2 separate regions of the Zea mays genome follow, and region 1 is linked to region 2. Evidence: chromatin contacts called from public Hi-C data. All regions are on one chromosome and are shown on one strand. Each heading gives the region's core, a stretch centred on a gene start, on an enhancer-like site or on the middle of the called end of the contact. The rest is flanking DNA. Distances are from core to core; before and after follow the strand shown.

Region 1 (2,934 bases), core at 407-2,906, 230 kb before region 2:
TGCTTGTACATGTGTCGCAATCAGCAGCAGAGGCGTAGAGCCACCACGGTTACACAGATTGTTAGGGGGTGTTTGGTTTAAGGAATCACTACATTTAAATTGAGCTAGTGCATCATAGGTTCATTCCTTAAATTCGGTGGGATGACTCTATTCCTCATATTAGTACTAACTAATTAAATATGACGAATGAGGTGGTGATGGTTCAACTTATTCCATTCCACAAACCAAACAAAAATAGTGAGGAGTGAGAAAACTCATTTCATTCCATAAACCAAACAAAAATAGTGAGAAGTGAGAAGATGATGGACTAGTTCATTCCTCAAACCAAATATCATATTAATATATAGAAGTTTTGTTTAACATTGCCCTTTTCTTACTCAAGCGCTCTATTTTAAATTTTTACTAGTCAGCCATGCATTGCTCAAACCAAATATCCTATTAATATATAGAAGTTTTGTTTAACATTGCCCTTTTCTTACTCAAGCGCTCTATTTTAAATTTTTACTAGTCAGCCATGCATTGCTGCAGTTTCTACTATATAAGTCGACTTTATTTTAATAAGACAAAAATGTGTGTTCTATTGGTTATTGGTTAGGTGGTTATTGGTTAGGTGAATATGAATGTGAAGCCAATAATCAAGATTTAAATCCTTATTAGCGGCTAGGTGATTGGCGTGGTAGGGCTAGCCCGCGCGACCAGTACTTGCTTTATTTTATTAATATTGACGAACATCGATCAATATGACATAATGTGGTTTCATTTCAAGTACACACGTAAAAGTGACTAAAATCATTAATTACTATGCACAAAGACTGTATTACCCCTACTTCAAGGCAAGAAGCAAAATGTAAGGAGAGAGAGGGTGAAGAAAGGGCAAATCCAGTAAAAGTGCTACTTTACTCACTGTTTTAGTGACTAAAGAACTAAATTTTAGAAGGCCTTTAGTCTCTCTATTTGTAGTTTAGTGACTAAGGCACTGTTTGTTTCAGATTATAATCTCTCCAGATTATATAATCCAGCACAAATAATCTAATAGTTAAACAAACACATAGATTATGAGTTCAGATTATATAATCTAAACTTCAGATTATCATAATCTTTTCAAGACTAGCTTATTTGAGATTATTTTGGCAAAAGACCCACTACCCATGGTAATGTAAATAGAAATCACAATATATGTCATCCTTCTTTTCTCACCTCAAATAAACAATAAGGGTATTGTTGTCTTTGTGAATAATCTACATTTGTATAATCTAAACTACCAAACAACTACGTATAGATTATAATATATCCAGATTATAATCTGGATTATATAATTTAGATTATAATCTAGATTATATAATCTATAAGCTGAAACAAATAGGTCCTAAGTGAGTTTAGTCACTAAACTTTTGTAGTTTGGAACAAAGAGGGGGAACTTCACCGTAATAGAACAAAAAATGCAAAATAATAACTATTTTTTTAAAAAAACTATCTAATGCTGCGGTGCAGTTTAGTAGTACAGTGGTTTTCTTTAAGATAAAAAGACCATTTCAAAACCAATGGGGCAAAACCTTCATTTTTCAAATAGATAGAAATCGAGATTCATTTTCAATATTTTATTTATGACGACGCAATTAAAAACGTCGAAGCGCATGGTACTTCCCGTGCGCCACGTTTCTAGCGTCCCCTTCTTCCTTCTTCCCCGAGCCGCGTCAAAGGAACCAAACCTGTGAGAGCTCCCCTCTCCCCTCCCCTCCCCTCCCACCCTTCCCTTCCTCTCTCCTCGTCGATTCCTCGCACTATCTCCTATTCTGCACCCCCAGCCGCCGGCACCGACGGCGATTCCACGGGGCGCCGCCCCCGAATCTGCGCCCTCCGCGCTTAGATCTCCCCCCTCCGCGCTTCCGGATGTCATGATCCGCCCCCATTTGCCCAAGGACCCGGCCTTCCCGCGCACCAATGGGTCCTTGGACGGCGGGGCCCGCGGCCTCGGCGAGATCGAGGAGGTGGGCGCTGCGGCCACCGTAGCCGTCGAACAGTCCCCCTCGCAGTCCTCGTCCCCGTCGGCGTCGTCGCCGGCGGCGGCGATGTCATCGTGCGGGCAGTACATGCTACACCGGGTGCGCAAGCTGGACACCCTAGCGGGCGTCGCCATCAAGTATGGTGTCGAGGTAATGCGACGGGAGTGATGTGCTGCTGTGTATTATGTAGGGTCTCTGGTTTTAATATTACGTTGGAGTATCAGATGGTATATACAACAACACCATTCTTTAACTTGGTAGCTGTTCTGCGTGGAACTCCTTTCTATTTTGTATTTTTGGTGAACTGATTTTGGAATGGTTGGTGTACTCGGATTGTGTAGGTAGCCGACATTAAGAGGCTGAACGGCCTCTCAACTGATCTCCAGATGTTTGCACACAAGACACTGCGGATTCCACTCCCAGGGAGGCACCCTCCGTCGTCTTACCAGCAGAATGGTTCATATGAGAGTGACGACAGGTAGCTAGACTGAAATTGTACTGTACATCAGCATGATGCTACATAACCATGCTACCAGTGTGTCTCATGTTGTGTGTTTCTGATCAAGCATTTTTTTTGTGTGAAGTGATAACCACTAGTTATTTAAGAGTCAATAGAAAGTTCAATCAGGATATGCATGTCAAGGTCAAGGTCAGGCTAGGACAATAGTGCAATTTTGCTGAATACATGCCTTCAACTATTGCGACGTCAAACTGAAGTCTGTAATGCAACTTGAAATAGCAACCGAAAAGGGAGCTTAGCCTTATAGTCTCATGCAAAATGTTTCTTACCATTTCAAGTTTGAACCGCATGGTTGTTGCAAAAAAAAAAAACTGTCTACAATCACGGGAACGTTCACCTATCACATCAATTATTGAGGTTGCTTTGAGATCTGTTATTGGAGAGAGAAGCTAAACTGAAAATAAGTTATGA
Region 2 (2,868 bases), core at 91-2,590:
CGGGTAGAGGCGGAGCGCCTCGGAGAGCGCGGCGTGGAGGTACTCCATCCGCTTCACCTCCTCGGGCCTGAACACGAGCTCCTCCTCCTCCTCGACGACCTCCCCAGCCCCCTTCCGCGCCGCGACGATCCCCTCCACCTCCTCCAGGATCTTGGCCTCCACGCCGGGGTTCTTGCCGAGCAGCCAGAAGAACCACGCGAGCGCCACAGACGAGGTGTCGCGGCCGGCCAGGATGAAGTTCACGCAGATGTCGCGGAGGAACTTGTCCGTGTACGGGCGCCCGTCCTCGTCGCGCATCCTGGTGAACACGGTGAGCAGGTCCGACCTGCGCCCGGCCGCGGCCGCGGCGTCGGCGAGCTCCTCCTTGCGCCTGCGGATCACGTCGTACGCGAACTCGTCGACGCCGGCCAGGGAGCGCCGGAGCACGCGCTCGTGCCCGACGCCGAGCGCGCGCATCGCGCGCCACAGCGCGGTCGGCGTGACGAAGCGGACGGTGGTCGCCTCGGTGGCGTCCTCGAACGCGCGGGCGAACGGGATCTCGGGGAGGCCCGGGCGGAGGCAGCCCGGGTCGACGCCGAAGGCGATCATGCAGACGTTGTCGAACGTGAGGCGGAGGAGCACGTCCTGGAGGTCCACGGCGCCGGCCGCGGCCTCCGCGCCGGCCAGCACGGGGAGCAGCCGGCGGTGGACGAGCTCGACGAGCGAGCTGGCGGTGAGCGCGCGGAACTCGGCGGAGTGGAACTCGAGGCTGGCCGCCTTGCGCTGCCTCCTCCACACCTCGTCGTCGGCGCCGAAGATGCCGTCGCCGAGGAGGTCCCGCATGTTTTCGCGGAAGTAGGGGCCCTTGGGGAAGCTCCCGAACCTGGTCTTGAGGAGGTGCTCCAGGTTGCGCGGGTCGGCGGTGACAACGCAGTGGAGGTTGGTGAGCCACGGCCCGCGGAACGTGAACGTGCCCCCGCGCGCCTTGAGCACGCCGGTGATCCACTCGTACATGTCGCTGCGGAGGCCGAGAAGCAGGGACGGGAGCATGCCGACGAGCGGCCACGTGGGCAAGCCCTGTGTGCGCCGCTGCCGCAGCGAGTGGATGGCAACGAAGATGGACACGGCCACCAGCAGCTCCACTGTCTGCACCTCCGGGAGCAGGCCCGCCAGCCCGGCGCTGCCGACACCGGCCGCCGTCGCCGCCGCAGCAACCGTGGCGTTTTGCGACACGGCGGTGTCCATGGCGCTCATGGATGGCGTTGGGCGTGGGCTGGGCAAAGAAAGGTGGTAGCAGCGGCTTGGCCTTGGTTTGTGTGTGCGCTCTGCGAAGACTACGATGTGCGAGACTGCGAGCTCTTGGAGAGAGTTCCTGAGGGTGCTGCAATATATAGGCGCGAGAGTGGTACTGTGCTGCCGCCATACCGGTGGTTGCTTGATGGCAACAACATACATACAGGCCGTTTTGATTTGGTGAGCCGAAAGCCTCGAGAACGAAAGTAACTACTGTGATTGTAACGTCCATGGGTCGAAAACAGCTTGATTGTGTGATGTTTGAGTGTCACCACTAGTAATTAATACGTGACTGTAGGTGCATTATTCTATCTTATATACAGTACATATATTTATATATCTGACACATATGCTCGTACACTACCGGACACAGTTCCTTTGCCGAGTGTTGCAGACACTCGACAAAGGCTATTTTACATTCGGCAAAGGCTTTGCCGAGTGTAACACTCGGCAAATAACGCTCGGCGAACTGTACATCGACAACAGCCTCTTTGCCGAGTACTTTTTGTCGGGCACTGCCATTTGACACTCGGCAAAGAAAAGTCACCGTCACGGCGCCAAGTGACGGTGACGAATCCTTTGCCGAGTGTCTGTTGCCAAGGCACTCGGCAAAGACGGGTCCAGTAGGCCCCACCGCCAGTCTCTATGCCGAGTGGACTGGCACTCGGCAAAGAGTCCTCCAGTGGGCCCCTTTGCCAGTCACTTTGTCGAGTGCCTTGGCAACAGCACTCGGCAAAGATGGCTTTACCTGTTCCCATGTTTCCTTCTTTGCGGAGTGCCATGGTCAGCACTCGGCAAAGATGGCTTTACCGGTTCCCAGGTTTCCTTCTTTGCCGAGTGCCAAGGTCATAGCACTCGGCAAAGTGACCCTTTGCCGAGTGTTACACTCGGCAAAGTGACCAGGATATCCCTTTTTTATTTGTTTTTGCTGTTCCATCCAAACAAACAAAAGATATATATCATTCACATCACATTATATATCAATCGCATCACAGAATAAACACATTTATCATCAACACCATATATATCACAAAGTCTCACTAATATAAGTCTCACAAGTATAAGTCAGGATCATCACAAAACAGATATAAGTCTGGATCATCACTGACATCACCAAGTATCTCACAAGACCAAGTCTAACTAACATCACCAACACTCACAAATATAAGTCTGGATCATCACAAAATAGATCATCAACGAGGTGGGCATCTGGACTGGTTCGGCGAAGGGCTGGACGAAGCGTGAGGGTTGTTCGACGCCGCCGATTGACCCTGCACAGAGAAGAGATTGTATGTGTGAGAACATATGAATATATATCATGCAGTAATAAAATTTTGATACTCACAGGAGTAGTGAACTCAGCAGGGTCAGAGGCAGGGAACAACGAAGGTGTTGGAGCATGACCCTGTGCGGCGCCAAGGCTCTGCATGTACGCGAACATCTCCGCCATCCTCTTCTCCAGCTCCTCACGTTGCCTCCTCTCATCATCTAGCTGAGTCTGTAATATTTCGCCCTAATGTTACGATAATGCAAAGAGAAGATATATAATAATCAATGAACGATGAATAGATAAGGAATAACCTGGAGTTGCTGGAT

The links. A called contact is a pair of places that touch in the nucleus more often than the background predicts.
Region 1: a contact with region 2 is called in a Hi-C map of leaf, with 6 times the contacts expected there. The contact joins the promoter of LOC100283704 here to the promoter of LOC100501739 in region 2. A contact is called at or near these places in 2 of 25 Hi-C or Micro-C datasets (ear and leaf).

Annotation. Positions count from the first base shown.
Region 1 is chr5:27,691,986-27,694,919 of Zm-B73-REFERENCE-NAM-5.0, reverse strand. LOC100283704 (lysM domain containing protein) reads left to right here and starts at 1,656. Exons shown (of 3, transcript NM_001156603.2): 1 at 1,656-2,153; 2 at 2,345-2,481. The coding sequence starts at 1,896.
Region 2 is chr5:27,463,971-27,466,838 of Zm-B73-REFERENCE-NAM-5.0, reverse strand. LOC100501739 reads right to left here and starts at 1,340. Exons shown (of 2, transcript NM_001362820.1): 1 at 1-1,340. The coding sequence starts at 1,233.